2 separate regions of the Canis lupus genome follow, and region 2 is linked to region 1. The links are chromatin contacts, called in public Hi-C maps. All regions are on one chromosome and are shown on one strand. The core of a region is the stretch at or near the end of the contact, and the rest is flanking DNA. Distances in the headings are between cores, read along the strand shown.

The links. Hi-C and Micro-C count contacts between places; a contact is called where the count stands out from the background.
Region 2: a contact with region 1 is called in a Hi-C map of blood, with 3 times the contacts expected there. The contact joins the promoter of ILF2 here to the promoter of CREB3L4 in region 1. A contact is called at or near these places in 2 of 9 Hi-C or Micro-C datasets (amygdala and blood).

The regions. Positions count from the first base shown.
Region 1 is chr7:43,149,410-43,155,163 of UU_Cfam_GSD_1.0, forward strand. It overlaps CREB3L4 (cyclic AMP-responsive element-binding protein 3-like protein 4), which reads right to left and starts at 3,308. Exons shown (of 10, transcript XM_038543278.1): 1 at 2,866-3,308; 2 at 2,638-2,794; 3 at 2,304-2,541; 4 at 2,048-2,169; 5 at 364-456; 6 at 118-224; 7 at 1-31. The coding sequence starts at 2,781.
Region 2 is chr7:43,389,592-43,395,345 of UU_Cfam_GSD_1.0, forward strand. It overlaps ILF2 (interleukin enhancer-binding factor 2), which reads left to right and starts at 2,290. Exons shown (of 14, transcript XM_038543297.1): 1 at 2,290-2,403; 2 at 2,642-2,701; 3 at 2,794-2,836; 4 at 3,177-3,281; 5 at 3,560-3,637; 6 at 4,586-4,688; 7 at 5,279-5,344. The coding sequence starts at 2,399. TRNAM-CAU (a tRNA gene) reads right to left here and starts at 2,069; the gene lies at 1,998-2,069. LOC119872577 (a long non-coding RNA gene) reads left to right here. Exons shown (of 3, transcript XR_005362402.1): 3 at 1-251.

The sequences.
Region 1 (5,754 bases), core at 2,058-4,557:
TTCCTGGTTCTGTGCAGAACAGGCAGCCACCCTAGGGAGTGTGGACAGGTAGGACCGTTTGCAGTCAGGTGGTCCCTGACCTTGCCTTCCTTGGTAAGGAGGGAGGCCCAGACATACCTGCTCTCTAGCCCGTCGATGTACTCCTTCTTCCGACGCCGACTGTCCTGAGCTGACTGCTTGTTCCGGATCTTCCTCCTGATCTTCTTAAGGACCCTCTCCTCTGCCTGAGGGCCCAAAGTGTGTCAGTCCTGGGCCCTTAACCTCCCTCAACTACCCCTTAACCTTGTAATACTGGCTCTTTCAGAGGCCACAATGAGACAGGTTGGGGTTGGGACTGGGAGGCCCTTTGGGGAAGCATGTTACCTTGGTGAGGGGCAGGTGAGTGGGCAGGGAAACCCCTTCCTGTCCCAGCAGACGCTTCTCCTCCTCTGTAAGGAACACGGTTTGACAAGGCAGCTGGTAGAGTAGAGAGCAGGGAAGGTAGATGAGAGGTGGAGAGGGTCTTCCCTTTTCTGGCATCCAAGGCCACACACCCCTGTATGCCTTTTGGAGAATTTCCCGTTTGCACTTAGGAGTAAATAACCATGAAGTGAGCGGAGGGAAGGGACCTTAATTCAGACGGGCTCTGGACCAAGCCCAGGGGACCTTCTGGAGCTGTGAAAGGAGACCTTACATCCTCTGCCCCCAGACTCAGGAATTTGGCACCCTGAGCAAACTAAGGAGGGCTTGTTCTGGTCTGCACCTCCCCAGAGCTTAAGGGTATTTGAAGACAGGGAGGAACACACTAAGGTGGGGTTTGCTTAATCTCACAATAAGCAAATGATTCACATTTGGCCATTAACTTCCACTTGGCAGTGTGTTATTCCATCAGGTCAACCTCAGGGAGCTCCCTGGGGGCAGTGGCCCACTTGCCCTCAGGGTCTCGGCTCCACTTTTGAGACTGAAGCTCTGTCTTGTCTCCAAGAACTCCCATGGCCAGCAAACTTAACATCTTCTAGGAACATAGTATGTGGAGCAAGTAGACGACATCTGGGGAACCTGAGCCTGCCCACTGAGTAACCTGGCCTTCTGATACTTTTTTTTTTTTTTTTTTTTAATATTTTTAATTTATTTATTCAGAGAGAGAGGCAGAGACACAGGCAGAGGGAGAAGCAAGCTCCATGCAGGGAGCCCGACGTGTGACTTGATCCCGGGTCTCCAGGATCACACCCCGGGCTGCAGGCAGTGCTAAACCGCTGCGCTACCGGGGCTGCCCTGATACTCCTTTTTGAAATACTTATGCTTCACTTTCGCTTAAGAGGAATTTGTTTTTGCTTTTGACTCCTGATGGTCTTTGGCTTTTAACCAAACCATTTCTTGACTTCTTGCCTTTTCTTGATGATCCCTTCTTGCTCTCCTGAAGCCACAAATTCCCCAGTGTTTTGATGGAAAGCCTAGAAATATCAGACTTTTTAGGGTCCCTTGATTCTGAGTTGCTTGGCTTCCACTCTGGTCTCAGCTTCAAGCACAGCCTGGCCGAGAGCTGAGAATCTGTTCCCTGTTTCACACACAAGCAGTTCTTCCCAGTGACTCTTGGTTGACAGTGACCTGAGCAAGACCCCTGCTCACTCCCACTGCAGGAACCAATGTGGTGCACAGTTCCAGTGGAAATGATGGCACTTGCTTCTCCTATACCTTGTTTCTCGTAGCCGGCTGGATTCCCAGGCAGCCTGTTCATGTCCTAACCCAAAGCTGAAACAATGGCTGGCTGTGGCTGAGCAAACTGCACACAAGGTCTGGGCTTTCTTCCAGGCCCTATCCCCAGATTCCGTGACCTAACTTTCTCCTTAACTGAGTCGTCACCACCACACCCCCAAGGGCTTCTGTCTCCCTTGTCCTTTCCTGCTCTTAAAGTTGCTCATGCCACTTTGATGTTCAGGCCCGTTGACATGAAAAATTGGAGCAAAGAGTTTAGCATCAGTTTCTCCCTCTCTCAAGCCCTTTCCCACCTGTGTGGGTACATATCTTTGTACCTGGGAGTACTGGATCCAGCTGACTGAAGACTCACCAGGGTGGCAGGAGGCACTGGGTTCACACTGCCTGCTCTGGGCAGGGTGTGAGTGTGAGCATCAAGGGGCAGCTCGCAGACCATGCAAGCCTCAGGCACTGGAAGTGGTGGGTTCCACTGATCTGAGGGAGACACAGGTGACCAGGAGAAAGGAGATGAAGGGCCTCGGAGAGGCACAGGTTGGGGAAACCCCTTAGCCCAAGGACTAGGGCTGGACCTGAAAGGCCAGTGTCTCCTTCCCACAAAGAACACTGACCTAGGTGGACAGAGATGAGCCGCCCAGGTGGCCCTTCCATCCTCTGCAAAACCCCTGCCTCAAAGACAACCTCACAGACAGCAGGGGAACTGGGTGCCTTGGGGGCACGAGGACCATCAGGATGGCCAGGGTCCTCCGAGATTCCACTGTCACTGCCAGGAGATGCTTGTGAGCAGTACACTTCATTGGGGTCGATGAAAAGCTTCAGAAAATCTTCGGGCTCACTCTCTTGAAGGCCCTACAGAAGGAGAGAGTTGTGGAGTGCCACCTGACCCCAGACCCAGATTCGCCGCGGCCCTGGACAGCCCAGCCCCACCTGCGCTGTCACACTCACATTGCCTGGCAGCCCCTGCTCAGGGGTCCCGGGAGCCTCTGCATGGGGGCAGGGGGGCCCCAGCTCCAGGAAGGCCCCTGCCGAGAAGACCTCTTCTGGGGGCTCCAGCCACTGGTCCAGCAGGCCTGGGGCTCGGAAGTCCATTCTGCGGGCAGAGCTGCAGGAAGGTGAGGGCGGCCTGCCTACCGAGCGGCTGATTCCCCCTCCTTCCCTTCACCCTTTCCTCACCTGCCACCGGGGGTCTCGTCTCGGGCCTTCTCTCCGCTTCAGACTTGGGGGCCGACTGCCGCCCCGGCCCTGCCTTGCCCTGCCCTCCCCACCCCTCTGCAGCCCGCCGGCAGCCTTTCTTCCCTCCAGGATCTCGCATCCTGGACCTGCCCAGCCAAGCCCCGCCCCCGGCCTGACCCCTGGACCGCGAAGTGGGGGGTTGGGAGCCTGGACGTCCGCCAACCGGACTTCAGGAAAGCACGGGCCGCCCCGCCCTTTGCGTCCGTTTCTCCTAGCGACAGCAAATCTTCCTGAGGGGTTGGGCTCTTCGGGAAAGGACGGCGATGACTGTGGCCGCAGCGTACGAAGCGCCGGCCGTCACTGGTGTCAAAAGCAGCTCACAGGCTGGAAAACAAAACCGGAAAACCGCGCGACCGGATCGCTGGAGACTCGCGCAAGCATCTCCTCCCCCACCCCAGGAGCTCTTTCCACTCGAGCTTGATTGGACGCAAGAGGTTTAAGGGGCAGCGCGTGGAGCCAATAGGAGTGCCGTGTCGGGGCAGGCTGCGCGCTGACTGGTCGGGCAGCCGCCGGGGAGGATCCGCGAGCCCGAGGGCAGGTGCTGGGAGCGGATACAACCTCCGCCAGGCTGACTGACCTGTCGGCCCGACTGGAGCTCCCAGGACTCTGCTAACTGGCAGGAGCCAGGGGCTGGGAGCCCAGAGGATAACGGCCGCCGAGGTTGGTGCAGGAATTCGTCCTACTGTTTGCATGTCATGTCCTACATCTGTCGAGCTCGACAGTGGCGTCCCCTATTTAACACCACGCGACCCTGGGGCAAGGAGCGTTTCCCCAGCCTGACCGGTGAGGACACAGAGCCGGGACACCGACGGGCCAGGAACTCACTTGAGATGCAGTCGTGCAGCTGCTCTCAGGGAAAAAGGCAGGAAAGTCTGGGGTGTGGATCCAGAATTCAAATTGGTATTCTCGTAAAATGCGCACGTGCTGAGAATAAAGACAGGAACAGGACTTAGTATTTATTGAGTGACCATTAGTATGCTCACATTACTCACACAGTTTCCATAGGAAGTCATAGCTGGAAGACAGAAATGACTTTTTCAAGGTTATTCCGTAAGTAGAGCTAGGGTTTGGAGGCCTGAGCTCACATTGTTTGCACTCTGCTATCTTGCTGGGGTTTTCTCAGATTTCCTGCTCATCTTCCTGCATTCCTGCCCAAGGACTGAGGAGACAAGGTAGGCTTCCTGGATTGATGCAGAGTTCTAAGGAAAGCTGGAGCTGTCCTTGCGGAGATCTTTCCTAGAGCAACACAGGCCTCAAGGGGCTTCCTACAGGTTGCGTTGGCAGAGATGATTATGTGGAAAATAGAATCTGCTTACATTAATTAGAACTGAATGGCATCACTTTTTTAAATTTTTATTTATTTATGAGAGACAAGGAGAGAGAGAGAGAGCGCAGAGACATAGGCAGAAAGAGGCAGGCTCCATGGAGGAGCCCGACGTGGGACTCAATCCTGGGACTCCAGGATCATGCCCTGGGCCAAAGGCAGGTGCTCAACCGCTGAGCCACCCAGGTGTCCTGGCATCATCATCTTCTAGTACGACTTCTCTTTCGTCTGCTTTATCAAATTCCTGAGAAGGAGAATGACTTGCTTAAGATCACACATCAAATTAAAGTAGATGGGTGCATGGCTGGTTCAGTTAGTGGAACATGCGGCTTTTGATCTCAGGGTTGTGAATTCAAGCTCCACGTTGGGCATTGACCTTATTTAAAAATAAAAATTAAGGGATGCCTGGTGGCTCAGCAATTGAGCTTTGCTTTTGGCTCAGGGCGTGATCTTGGAGTTCAGGGATCAAGTCCCACATACGGCTATCTCTGTCTCTCATGAATAAATAAAATCTTCTATAATTTTTTTTCTTTTTTAAATTTTTTTTTTTTTTTTTTTTATGATAGTCACAGAGAGAGGCGCAGAGACACAGGCAGAGGGAGAAGCAGGCTCCATGCACCGGGAGCCCGACGTGGGATTCGATCCCGGGCCTCCAGGATCGCGCCCTGGGCCAAAGGCAGGCGCCAAACCGCTGCGCCACCCAGGGATCCCATAATTTTTTTTTTTTTTAAAGGAACACATAGGGGCAGCCCGGGTGGCTCAGCGGTTTAGCGCCACCTTCAGTCCAGGGCGTGATACTGGAGACCCAGGATCAATACCCACGTCAGGCTCCCTGCATGGAGCCTGCTTCTCCCTCTGCCTGTTGTCTCTGCCTCTCTCTCTCTCTCTCTCTGTGTATTCTCATGAATAAATAAATAAAATCTTTTAAAAAAAATAACACATAAAAATTAATATTAAAAAAACCAAATTGAGGTACCTGGGTGGCTCAGTCAGTTAAATGACTTTTGAATTTCAGCTTAGGGGATCCCTGGGTGGCTCAGTGACTTAGTGCCGCCTTCAGCCCAGGGCATGATCCTGGGGACTGGGAATCGAGTCCCGTGTCGGGCTCCCTGCATGATGCCTGCTTCTCCCTCTGCCTGTGTCTCTGCCTCTCTGTGTCTCTCATAAATAAATAAATAAAATCTTTAAAAAAAATGAATTTCAGCTCAGGCATGTTCTCCAGGTTCTAGGATCCACCCCGAGTTGGGGTCTGTAATTAATGGGAGACTACTTCAGGATTCTCCCTCTCCCTCTGACCCTCCCTCTGTTTTTTTTTTTTTTTCTCTCTCAAATAAATAAAACCTTTAAAAACAAAAACAACCAAATTAAGGTACAGCTGAGACAAGTACCCAGGTGTCCTGTCCTGTCTCCCAGTCCATGATTCCTTGTTAATGCTACTAGTTTTCAATAATCTTAAGGAGCACCTGGGTGACTCTTGGTTTCCACTTGGGTCATGATCTTCAGGT
Region 2 (5,754 bases), core at 1,040-3,539, 240 kb after region 1:
GAACCCACCAGGGTGAAATAGCAGGAAATTAAATCAAAGGCAAAATCTTTAACATAGGGATGCGTGGGTGGCTCAGCCTCTGCCTTTGACTCAGGTCATGACCCTGGGGTCCTGGAATTGAGTCCCACATCCGACTCCTGTTCCGTCTCTGCCTCTCTCTCTCTCTCTCTCTCTCTCATGAATAAATAAAAAATAAAATCTTTAAAAAATATTTAAAATAGAAAAAAAGATGACTGATTACCTTCAAAGGAGCAACCATGGGATCCCTGGGTGGCACAGCGGTTTAGCGCCTGCCTTTGGCCCAGGGCGCCATCCTGGAGACCTGGGATTGAATCCCACGTCGGGCTCCTGGTACATGGAGCCTGCTTCTCCCTCTGCCCCCCCCCCCTCTCTGTGTGACTATCATAAATAAAAACAAACAAACAAAAAAAAAGGAGCAACCATTAGGTTGGCAAAAAAAAAAAAAAAAGTTTTTTCACAGCAAAAATGGAGGCCAAAGATAGTAAACTAATATAGCAAATGTGCTGAAAGAAAATAACTTCCAAGCTAGAGTTCCTTATCCAGAGAAAATTATGGGGCACGTGGGTGGCTAAATGCCTGTGGAGCCCCAACTTTTGATCTCAGGCTCCTGAGTTTGAGCCCCATGTTGAACTCAGGAAAGAAAGAACAAAAGAGAAAGAAAAAAAATACATACAGGATTTAAGTTCTGTATACATACACACCTACCAAGAGAAATGCACGCAACTGGCCCCAGGACTCTTGCACACAGATGTTCCCAGCGGCTTTATTCATAATGGCTCCCAAGTGGAAACAACCCAAATGTGTTCCCGGGGCCCAGTACGTGGGAGAGGGACTCTACAGGGGAGTGGACGAATTGATGTCATGGAATGCTACTCCTAACTAAAATCGGCACATTGCTGATACATGCAAACACGTGGGAGGGGCTTGAACCGTGTCAAGCAAGAGAAACTGGACAGAAAGTACAGACATTCCTGTGAAGTTGAGAACAGACGCAGCCAACCTGTGCTCACAGAAATCGGAGTTGGGGTGGCCCGTCGGGCGGGCAGAGGGTCAGGAGCGCAGACACAAGTCCTTTGTCCTCACCTGGGTGATGGTTGCGCGGCGGAGCCCATCACTCAGTTAAAGTAGAGGAAAAGCTTGCGGTGCTGCATGTTGCTTGGCCGTCTCTGAGTGGGTGACCCAGCAGCCACCGCGTGTGACCCTGGGGCTGCAGCGGAGTCCTCCCTACACTGTCCACCAGCGGGGAAGCACACAGACCGCAAATCTCTGCTGAAAGTAGAAAACGTGCGGGCAGTGAAGTAAACGTATCCGGTGCAGAAGGGGAGAAGCCGGAGAGAAAGGACCCGGGAGGGACCGGCTGCCCGCGACTCGGGGGCGGGAGAAAGAGCGCCTGCCTATGCGCGCTCGGAGCCACCTGGCGGGGGTGGGGGGCAGGTGCCCTGGGGGTCGCGGAGGGAGGGGAACCTGGGGGAGCGAGACCTTCCCCAGGCGACTCGGGTTCCTCCTCCTCTGCAGCCTCCCCTCAGCGCTTTTTCTGAACTTTTTTTTTTTTTTTTTTAAGATTTTATTTATTCATGAGAGACACACAGAGAGAGGCAGAGACACAGGCAGAGGGAGAAGCAGGCTCCAGGCAAGGAGCTTGATGCGGGAATACATATAAGGACCCCCGACATCACACCTTGAGCCACCCAGGTGCCCCTGAAGGGTCTTTCAAAGGCTGCCTCGGTTTCTCCTCTAGTCTAACCCGTTGTCATCAGGGCTTTCCGTCTGATAGGAGTCTGATCAGCTTCTCTTGCCTCAGGTTCCCGCCTTCGGTGAGCCCCGCCCAGGCGTGTAGCGTTGCCTGAAGTCCCTTCCCATCCCCTTCACTGCATTTTGGCAAAAACGGTTCTAAAGGCTGCATTTTTGAGGGAGGAAAAGGTGATTATAAGCACTAAAAGTACGTGCAGCACCCAAGGAAAAGATGTAACACCTTATAGCAGAGGATGGTTTCGATCCATCGACCTCTGGGTTATGGGCCCAGCACGCTTCCGCTGCGCCACTCTGCTACTGGTGTCGTTAGCCTCTCAGCATCCTAGACGAAGCTCTGTCCAGTCATTTTTGCACCGCGCCACCTAGTGCCTGCCTTAAAAAAAAAAAAAAAGGTTGTTACTGTGAAATCTGTTCTTATTGGCTAATTTCTGACACAGCAGGCGCTTCTTATTGGCTTGCAGGCCGGTCTGCGAAAATAAGCCAATGGGCGTTAGCGGCGGCGTAGAGCGGGGGCCAATCGGGCCAGAGTTTGTTGGGACGCTCCGGCCAGCCGCGTCTCTGGTGTCTGCTCCTCCGAGGCGAGGGGCGGTTAGGGTGGCTTCCATTGTTCGGGGCTTAGGGCGCCATGAGGTAAGGGCCGGGGCGGGAAGGCGGCGGGCGGAGCCCAGGGGCCGAGGATTGGGCAGGCCGGGGGCCGGGGGCCGGGCGGCGGGCGGACTGGCCTTGACCTGGGGCGACGGCTCCGGGAATCCCGGGGTGTACGTCCCCCGGACGCGCGGTTGGAGCCCGGGCCCTGGGAGCGGGGAGCTCGGCGCGGTGGCGGTGCCTTGGACGCAGCGAAGACCTCCGGGAATGTCTGCCTTCCTAGGGGTGACCGAGGACGAGGGCGCGGCGGGCGCTTCGGGTCCCGAGGAGGCCCAGGAGGCGGGTGAGTGCCGGTCCCCAGTGCCCGCCAGCCAGAGGCACCGCTCGCGGTGAGAGTTGGCTGAGGAGTAACGGGGATCCCTTTTCCTCTTTCAGGTTCCGGCCGTTTGTGCCACATATTCCATTTGATTTCTATCTGGTGAGTAACTAGCTCCTTTTGACCCTCGTTGACCTCGAGTGCCCTGGAACCCCGTGCCTCGCCGCGGGTGCGCGGGGTTCACGGGGAGCTCGGGCCGGCAGGAAGCAGCAGGGTTTCGGGTCGCCTGCAAAGCCCGTGTGCTCACGGGGCTCCTGTGGGCGCTAACAGGACTGTGGTCTCTGCTCTGGATGATGAATGCCCTCTTTGGTGTATCTGTTTCTGTAGCGCAATGAGAACTTAAACGATGGCTGGTCCTTCCAGCAAGTACTCTGGTTTGAGTACCTTAACGAGTAAAAACAAGTATTTTTTGTAAATAGCATGTCGTTTCTTTGTGCCTTAGTGTGAGATGGCTTTCCCCCGGGTCAAGCCAGCGCCTGACGAAACTTCGTTCAGTGAGGCCTTGCTGAAGAGGAATCAGGACCTTGCTCCTAATTCTGCTGAACAGGTCTACTTCTTGGGCTTTCTCCCTGAGATTTCTCTAAAAACCTCCCACCCAGGTTGCTGTTACCAGAGCCTATACTCCGCAGAGGCTCAGCTGATCTCATTTCTCACTGTGGGTACAGGGAGAGTGTCACAAGATTATATCAACAGATTCCATGTGCATTTATGTTTTTATTCAGGGATGCGTCTTTAGGTCAAAAAGTTATGGAAAAATACCCCAACTCTGAGAAGTTGCTTATAATTTTTCACTTTAGGGTATCTTTGTTTCCTGCTGTTTTTCAGGCATCTATCCTTTCTCTGGTGACAAAAATCAACAATGTGATTGACAATTTGATTGTGGCTCCAGGGACATTCGAAGTGGTGAGTTTTAGTGATTTAATCATTGGAAAGGGCAGCCTTAGTGGTGTGGGTAGTGTTTCCTTCGCTCCTCCTGTCTCTTAAGTCTTCAGTTACTTATTCGCCAAAGCCAAGCCTAAGATGGGAAGGAAAGTACAGTGGGATCCCTTTGTGGTGGTGATCTTGGGGACAAGACTTGTATCAGTGTTATCAGCTAGCCGTGTATTAGGCTCTTCATGGGGTAGATTGATTGATCGGTTGATAGATTATTTTAAAGATTTTATTTATCTATCTATCAATCAGAGAGAGAGAGAGAGAGGCAGAGACACAGGCAGAGGGAGAAGCAGGGTCCCTGCAGGGAGCCTGATGTGAGACTGGATCCTAGGACCCTGGGATCTTGCCCTGAGCCACAGGCAGAGGCTAAACCACTGAGCCACCCAGGCATCTCCATGTGGTTATTTTATGATTTGACTTCTGCTACTTCTAAACCTGGGTAATGGGATCCCTGGGTGGCGCAGGGGTTTGGCGCCTGCCTTTGGCCCAGGGCGCGATCCTGGAGACCCGGGATCGAATCCCACATCGGGCTTCCGGTGCATGGAGCCTGCTTCTCCCTCTGCCTGTGTCTCTTTCTCTCTCTGTGACTATCATAAATAAATAAACATTTAAAAAAAATAAAATAAACCTGGGTAATAATTGTGTTGTAATTGAGTTCTGAGAAGAACTAGGCAGTCCTTTATTAATTTTAAGGTTTTATTACTTATTTGAGAGTAAGCACGTGTGGATTGGGCGGGGGGGGGGGCAAAGGAAGAGGGACAAGCAGAATCCCTGCTGAGCCGGGAGCCTGACTGATCCCAGGACCCCAAGACCACTACTGGAGCCAAAGTCAGACTCAGACATTTAACTGACTGAGCCACCCAGGCCCCTCTAGATAGTCTTTTTCACTTCTGCATCTCCCAATCCCTTTTCCAACAGCAAATTGAAGAAGTGCGACAGGTGGGATCCTATAAAAAAGGAACAATGACTACAGGACACAATGTGGCTGACCTGGTGGTAATCCTAAAGATTCTGCCAACATGTGAGTGCATCTCTTTCTGGCCACAGGAGCAGAAAGTTGAGTTTGAGGCATAGGTGTCTTCAAAGCCCAAATTTCTTGTGAGAAAGGTCATTTTTTAACGTGTGTTGGGGTAATAAGGGACAAGGTCTGGACTGTGTGTCTGAAAGAATGTATGGCTGTTACTAAAGGGTAGTGTTTCTCAATTGGTGATTTTTTTCTTCCATGGACTATTTGGCAGTGTCTAGACACAGTTTGGGCTACTGGCAATAAAGGAATTAGAGATCAGGGATGATGCTAAGCATCCTACAGTGCATAGGACATATTCTGCCCTTCAGCCCTCAAAGAATTATCCAGCCCCAAGTGGCATTTGTGCCATTGATGAGAAACCGTACTATAAAAAATAAGGGTGTGGGTCTAGGAGGTATCCTGTTCCCTGAGTCTTCCAGTTTTTGTGTTCAGGTGCTAGTTTCCCTTGTAAAAGTGTTAATTCTTGCTTACCTTTGCTCCAGCCTTGCCTGTGGGGCAGAAATCAGAATGTGGAGTGGTATAGACATGTATAGAATGTCTAGAAATCATTATAATATTCACGATGTCCTTTTCTCTCAATCTAGTGGAAGCTGTTGCTGCCCTAGGGAACAAAGTTGTGGAAAGCCTGAGAGCACAGGATCCTTCTGAAGGTTTGAGTTTGTTGCTGAACATGTATTTAATGGTCATAGGAGGCAGGTCTGTAACTACAAGGACACTTTTAATAAAGCCAGATCAGGCTAGAAGGAGGAGTGAATGCAGAGTACAGTGTTGGGGAAATTTTTGCCACTGATCTCCAGTGTTTAAGATCCTGTTCATCTCTTTTACTTTTACTTTATATATATATATATATATATATGTATATATATATATTTTTTTTTTAAATTTTTTTTAATTTTATTTATTTATGATAGTCACATAGAGAGAGAGAGAGAGAGGCAGAGACACAGGCAGAGGGAGAAGCAGGCTCCATGCACCGGGAGCCCAACGTGGGATTCGATCCAGGGTCTCCAGGATCGCGCCCTGGGCCAAAGGCAGGCGCCAAACCGCTGCGCCACCCAGG